Linked DNA regions of Mus musculus: region 2 is linked to region 1. A link is a contact called in public Hi-C data. All regions are on one chromosome and are shown on one strand. Each heading gives the region's core, a stretch centred on a gene start, on an enhancer-like site or on the middle of the called end of the contact. The rest is flanking DNA. Distances are from core to core; before and after follow the strand shown. Region 1 overlaps Ptgis (prostaglandin I2 (prostacyclin) synthase). Region 2 overlaps Kcnb1 (potassium voltage gated channel, Shab-related subfamily, member 1).

The links. Hi-C and Micro-C count contacts between places; a contact is called where the count stands out from the background.
Region 2: a contact with region 1 is called in a Hi-C map of bone marrow-derived macrophages, with 48 read pairs. The contact joins two enhancer-like sites. A contact is called at or near these places in 3 of 39 promoter capture datasets (3T3-L1-derived adipocytes, cranial neural crest and trophoblast stem cells), 3 of 15 datasets of contacts at CTCF or cohesin (CD8 T cells, embryonic stem cells and large pre-B cells), 1 of 484 Hi-C or Micro-C datasets (bone marrow-derived macrophages), 3 of 115 datasets of contacts at active chromatin or transcription factors (embryonic stem cells and heart atrium) and 1 of 9 other capture datasets (embryonic stem cells).

The regions. Positions count from the first base shown.
Region 1 is chr2:167,223,625-167,226,719 of GRCm38.p6, reverse strand. It overlaps Ptgis (prostaglandin I2 (prostacyclin) synthase), which reads left to right. Exons shown (of 10, transcript NM_008968.4): 3 at 1,266-1,444; 4 at 2,592-2,735. Among named protein-coding and RNA genes, the nearest start is that of Gm52569, 3.8 kb to the right of the region's middle. Within about 2 kb of position 1,594, at least 12 of the 459 cell types and tissues checked have an H3K27ac peak or open chromatin away from gene starts, as enhancers often do. A contact at or near this core is called in bone marrow-derived macrophages, where this site is marked.
Region 2 is chr2:167,144,520-167,147,614 of GRCm38.p6, reverse strand. The region is part of intron 1 of Kcnb1 (potassium voltage gated channel, Shab-related subfamily, member 1); the gene reads left to right. Among named protein-coding and RNA genes, the nearest start is that of Gm52568, 17 kb to the right of the region's middle. Within about 2 kb of position 1,499, at least 46 of the 459 cell types and tissues checked have an H3K27ac peak or open chromatin away from gene starts, as enhancers often do. A contact at or near this core is called in bone marrow-derived macrophages, where this site is marked.

The sequences.
Region 1 (3,095 bases), core at 345-2,844:
CCTGACTGGTCTGCTCTCTGCACATCTACTTCTGTATTTATCCACCTACCCACCTAGTCATCCACTCATCTCCCCACTCACTCACCCACCTCCCAACCAACCAATCATCTACCCTCCCACCCATCCACCCACCCATCCACCCACTTACCCACCCAGTCATCCACTCACTACTAACCCATCACCCATCCATCTACTTATCCACCCACCTACCTACCCATCCACCCACCCATCTACCCATTCACCCACCTATCCATCCATACATTCACCTACCCACCCACACATGCACCCACCCATCAACCCATAGACACACCTACCCACGCACCCACCCATACATCTCCCTACTCACCTACTCTCTCATCCATCACCCATCTATGTCTTCAGGACTGTTCAATCACACCTTGTTCTTGAGTGCTTCCAGCTCCTGGGCCTCCAGTGTTCACGCTTCAGGCTGTTGTTTGGTCTACTTAGCATCTTGTCACCCATGTCCCCAACATTTTAACCTGCAGCCACGTATCTAACAGATCTGTCAATGTGTCCTTCTGTTCCCCACCTGACACTCTCCACCTAACACCTCCCTTCCCTTCCTTCCTTCCTCTTGCCTACCTATTTTCCACCTAGCTACCCAGCCATCTTTCCTTCAGTTTATGTCTTCTTCCTCCATCTTTATCCATGCACCCAACTCATTTACGGTCAGTGCTGGCATTTACCCGTCCACCTCCTCACCCATCCTTCATCTACTCCAGCCGCACTCTCACCTACAGTCTACTGGCATTTACCCAGCAATGTCTGTCCATCTGCTCATCCTTTTCCTTGTGGTACAGGGGATCGAACTCAGGACATCATGCATGCTAGGCAAGGACCACATCATTTTTCACTTTCGTACCCCAGCCCCCTTCTCCCTTCTTATCTGGAGACAGGATATTACTATTTTTACCTGGCTTGGCCTTGAACTCTCTGTAATTCAGTCAGCCCTCGAACCCGGCATCCTTCTGCCTCAGGCTTTCTGTGATTATAGGCCTGGCTACAACCTTTGCTTTTAGAAGGTTTTGACCAGTCTTAGCTCTGATATGTTTCAGCAAGGAGTTTTGGGGCATGTTGTCCATGTCCCAGCCTAAATTTTGCAGTGGTAGATGGGTGAGTGGCAGATCCTAGCTCAAAGGATGGGAGGGGTGAGCCAGTCTGCTGCTGGCCAGTGCCTGTTGTGCCCATGCTTCCTGACAGAATCCTGAATGCAGAGGGCTGCCATTCACCCACTCCTCCAACAGGTGCTGGTGGGGGGCAGATACGTCACTGTTCTCCTGGACCCACACTCTTACGACACAGTGGTGTGGGAGCTGCGTACACGGCTGGACTTCCATCCCTATGCCATCTTCCTCATGGAGAGGATTTTTGATCTGCAGCTTCCAAATTTCAACCCCAGTGAGGAGAAGGCCAGGATGAAGCCGTGAGTGCTGAGATGGGCCTGTGGGCGGGCCTGGGTAGGGGCTTCAACCCCACATCCTGCTGTCCTTGGCCCCTGTCATAGTCATGGTTACTATTGCTGCAATAAAATACCATGACCGAAAGCAAGTTTCGAAGGGAAGTGTTTGTTTGGCCGTATACTTCCACATTGCTCTTCGTCACTGAAGGAAGTCAGGACATGACCTCAAACAGGGCAGAACCCTGGAGGCAGGAGCTGATGCAGAGGCCGTGGAGGGATACTGCTTTCTGGCTTGCTTCCTATGGCTTGCTCAGCCTGCTTTTTCATAGAACCCAGGGCCATCAGCCCAGGGTAGCACCACCCACAATGCGCTGTGTCCTCCCCGATCAATCGCTAATTAAGAAAATTGCCCTACAGGCTTGCTTACAGCTGGATCTTATGGAGACATTTTCTTAGTCACAGTTCCCTCCTCTCCGATGACTTAGCCTGGGTCAAGTTGCTGTATAACTCTCCTGCCCAGCCCTGAGGCCACTGTCTAGGAGAGACGATTAAGAAACCATTGCAACTAGACTCGCTGCCTGGCTCACACCTGCCGATTTGTGTTGCCACACTAGGTTCCACGGGCACTTAGACACTCCAGTAACTCACTGCTGTTGGTGGCTTCGATGGAGCCTTACATGTCGACAGACCACCTCTGACCCTTGGCTCTGAGCAGCTCACCAGGCTTAGGTCAGCATGACGGCGGTCCAGGACCCCCCTCACCCTGGCCCCATGCATCCCAGGTCCACATGGGGAGACTGGGTCAGCAGCCCAGTCTTTGTCCCATGCCTGTCCATCTGGAATTGTATTACCAGCCCTCTGCTGGATTTCACAGAGGAGGCGCTGACTTCATAGTTGTCTAGAAGCCTGTGGGTTCCTTGTCCAAGTCTGCGCACCAGGCAAGGACAGACTGTCTTGGCCAGGAGCTCATGATGTAGGGTGAGGCCATCCAGTATTGGAGCCTCAGCTGTGCCCTTCCCTGCCTATGTTGCCTTGTCCTGACACTGCTCTTTGTATGCGAGTTTCTCCACTATAAAACTGTCCCAGTGGTAACTGTTATTCCTTCGGCGTGCATGCGATCTTTTTTGAGTATATTAAGTGGCAAATACCTATCTTCTGTGGCTGGTCGCAGGACGCTCATGCACAGAGACCTGCAGGCGCTCACAGAAGCCATGTATACCAACCTTCGCACGGTCCTGCTGGGTGACTCCACAGAAGCAGGCAGTGGCTGGCAGGAGACAGGTCTCCTTGAGTTCTCCTACAACGCCCTGCTCAGGTGAGCCCACAATCTTGTCATGGCTGAGGGAACTGGGGGCTACCCTGTGGGTGGGGACACTGTGGGAGATGCTCAAAGGAGGGAGGTGGTTCAGGTGGAACCCCGAATTCACTTCACACAACTTGAGCTATAAACCAGATGTTAACTGTCAAAGGGTGTCGAGTGTCTGAGTGTCCTCCAAAGCGAGAGTCCTTGTCTTAGTCACGGTTTCCATTCCTGCACAAAGCATCATGACCAAGAAGCAAGTTGGGGAGGAAAAGGTTTATTCAGCTTACACTTCCACATTGCTGTTCATCACCAGAGGAAGTCAGGACTGGAACTCAAGCAGGTCAGGAAGCAGGAGCTGATGCAGAGGCCACG
Region 2 (3,095 bases), core at 250-2,749, 79 kb after region 1:
GGACAGCCCAAACTGACCCTTGCAAGGTGTCCTCTGACCTCCACACATGCAAAGGCACACAGTGCCCCCTGCCCCAATAAATAAATATAATAGAAAAGTTTAAACTTCCCATTTGAGTAGAAGCAAAAGCAAATGGGGTGGGAATGCCCAGGGAGGGGGTTCAAAGTCCTGGGGTGGGAATAGCCAGGGTGAGGGTCAAAGGCCCTGGAGTGAGAATGCCCAGGGTGGGGTCAAAGGTCCTGGGGTGAGAATCCTCAGGGTGGGGATCAAAGACCTGGGGTGGGAAAGCCCAGGGTCAAGTCATATTTTCTTTATGCTCTGATCACCCTGTCCTGTCTCAGGAAACACAGGTCCTGTCTGGAAACTGGAGTTATCCAGGTGGTTCGACACACCTACATCTTTCCCTATTCTGGCCCCACTGCAGCCCCACAGAGTCCCAGCCCTGCCCACTCCCTTATCATTGGTCAGGGGCAAATGATGTTGCTCCAGTCTCAGTTTCCCCATCTTCCCCATGAAGATAATGTCCTCAGAAGGTGGCAGTGAGCATCAGAGGACTAAGACACACACACACACACACACACACACACACACACACAGTGCTGACGTCAGCACCCCACGAGTGCCTGCTAAATTTATTGTCTTGTTTATTTTATTTTTACCTTTGGTCTGCTTTTTGAAATTGGGGGTGCAGTGTTATGCCCGGCATAAATTGGAGGTAGGAGTCATTCTTTTTGGCTAAAATTGGAGAGAGAGAGGGAGGGAAGGAGAGAGAGACGGGGGAGGGGAGGGGTGCCCTCACTCTCACCTTGAGCTGACACAGGACCCACTCTGGGGAAAGCCCCACATTTTATTTGAGTCTTTGCTTTGCACATTTTGTTTGCTTGAAGTCCTTGACTTGATCAAGGACCCGCCTATATGTGCGGTCAGCTCTGCCAATCATGTCTGCCCTGGCTAACAAGGAGCAGGTGGTCCCATCAGTCAGTTCTCATATTCGGTCCCTTTCAGAGGGAATTCAGAAACTCTGTCTTGATCTGTCTGATTTAATCGAGCCAGTTCTAGAGCACCATGAAGAGTGGAAATCCTTTTGAAGCACAGGAGAGCCAGGGCAAAGGGGTCTGGGGCTAGGCAGTTCATTTAAATGGGGTGCAAGGCCACAATCTGCCCATGGCCCAGGATCCTGGAGCCTCCTGGAAAGGGAGAGTGTGAGCTCCCTGCTTTGGGTCCTTAGCATGTGTCCCCCTGGTCAGCACACGTTACAGGAGATGAAACTCCTTCCTTGTGAATGGTAGGCAAAGCTAATTGCTTAGGCTCTCTGGTGGGTAAAGAGAGAAGGGAAAGATGGAAGAAGGGGATTGGCCAAAAGGCAGTAGGTGACTATGTAAGCTCTCTGAACTCTTGTCTTCTTTCATAAAAAATGATCAGCCCTGCTGCCTGAGGCTGCTTAGCTGTCAGGATCAAACCACGTGGGAGATGACACCATTTTAAAACTAGGAAGTGGGGGGACTGGAGAGATGGCTCAGTGGTTAAAAGCACTGACCCGGGTCCAGTTTCCGGTGTCTGTGTGACAGCTCACAACTGTCTGTAACTTCTGTATCTGACACCCTCACACAGACATACAAGCAGGCAAAACACCAATGCACGTAAAATAAAAATAAATAAATTCACAGGAAGTCATGCGAGCCCTAGGGCTCTGTATGCACTGGGCTGAAGTCCACCTTGGAGGAGGCTGGAGAAAAGGAAGGGAGGAGGGAGAGCCAGGTCCCATTGAGACAATGGGCAGAGCCAGGCATGGTGGTGTCTGCCAACACTTCGGAGGCTGAGGCAGGGGGATAGAGATCTGAGGCCATCCTGGACTACATAGTGAGAGACCTTATCTCAGATAAACAAGCACATGAGGAAACAAATCTGGGACTGGGGAGATGGCTCAGTGGGTGGAGCTGGGGAGATGGCGCAGTGGGTAGAGCACTTGTGCAAACTTGAGGTCTTGAGTTCATATGTGCAGAACTACCTTAAAGCCAGACTCAGTAGCATGGTCCCAGCATTCCAGTGTGGAGGCAGAAGTAGGAGAATCTCCGGAAACTCAAAGGTTGGACACTGAGGACACACACACACAGAAAAGATAAAATGATGACGATAGGCATGGTGGCACACATGTGAACTCAGTGCTCTTGGGAGGCTGAGGCAGGAGGATTGCCACAAGTTCACTGCCAGCCTGGGCTATAGTGTAAGTAAGCTTGAGGTTAGCTTTGACTGCAGAATGAGACCCTGTCGCCAAGCAGGACCCCATGGGTTGAGCCGCAGCGCCCAAGCTCTCGCTGCTGCCCCCATCTCTGTCCCTGCTGTGGCCTCTCCTCCCACAGAAACGTTCACGTTCCTCCCCCCCACCCCCAAACTCCTCAAATGTTATGACATCCGTTCCAATACCCACACACCCAACACTCCCCTCTCCTGCATCCATCAGCTAAGCCGCACCTTGGACCTTCCCTGGCCACGATTCTTGCCTTCTATCCTGGGCAGGCTCCACCCAGCCTGCTGATTCGGGGAGCTGTCACCTGCTGTCACCTTTTCCTGCCACTAATGTGACTATTTACTCCCAAGAAAATGCCCTTAATTTACAAGGCATTAGTTCTAATGCTGGATGATTAGGGTCATTAATATTCATGGATGGCCCTCCAGGGGGGACCTGGGTGTTAATTAGCATTCTTATGCCTCCGTTCTCAATGAGGCTGCTGGTGGCTGCTGCCTCTGCTTCAGCCTCTTCCACTTCAAAGGGAAGCCTTGCCCCGGCCTTTCCTCTTTCACTCAGATCTCCATTCTGACAGCTGTCTGAAAGCCGCCCCCACTCCCTGAGCTGAAGGGGTCCAAGGTGTCAGGGAGGCTGGAAACCTGCAACTACTGGGGTGCCCTAGGGTCTGTCTGGAGCAGAGGAGGGAAGGGAGGCGGCAGGAATGTGTATGTGCCCCAAAAACAGAGCTCCATCTCAGACACCCACGCCTTCCTCCATCTCTAGTCAAAAATGTTCTAGTGTTTTTATGTAAGGTGGAATCTAAGCCAGCCATCCCAACACCCCAGCCTTGGGTCTGCTCAACAAACAG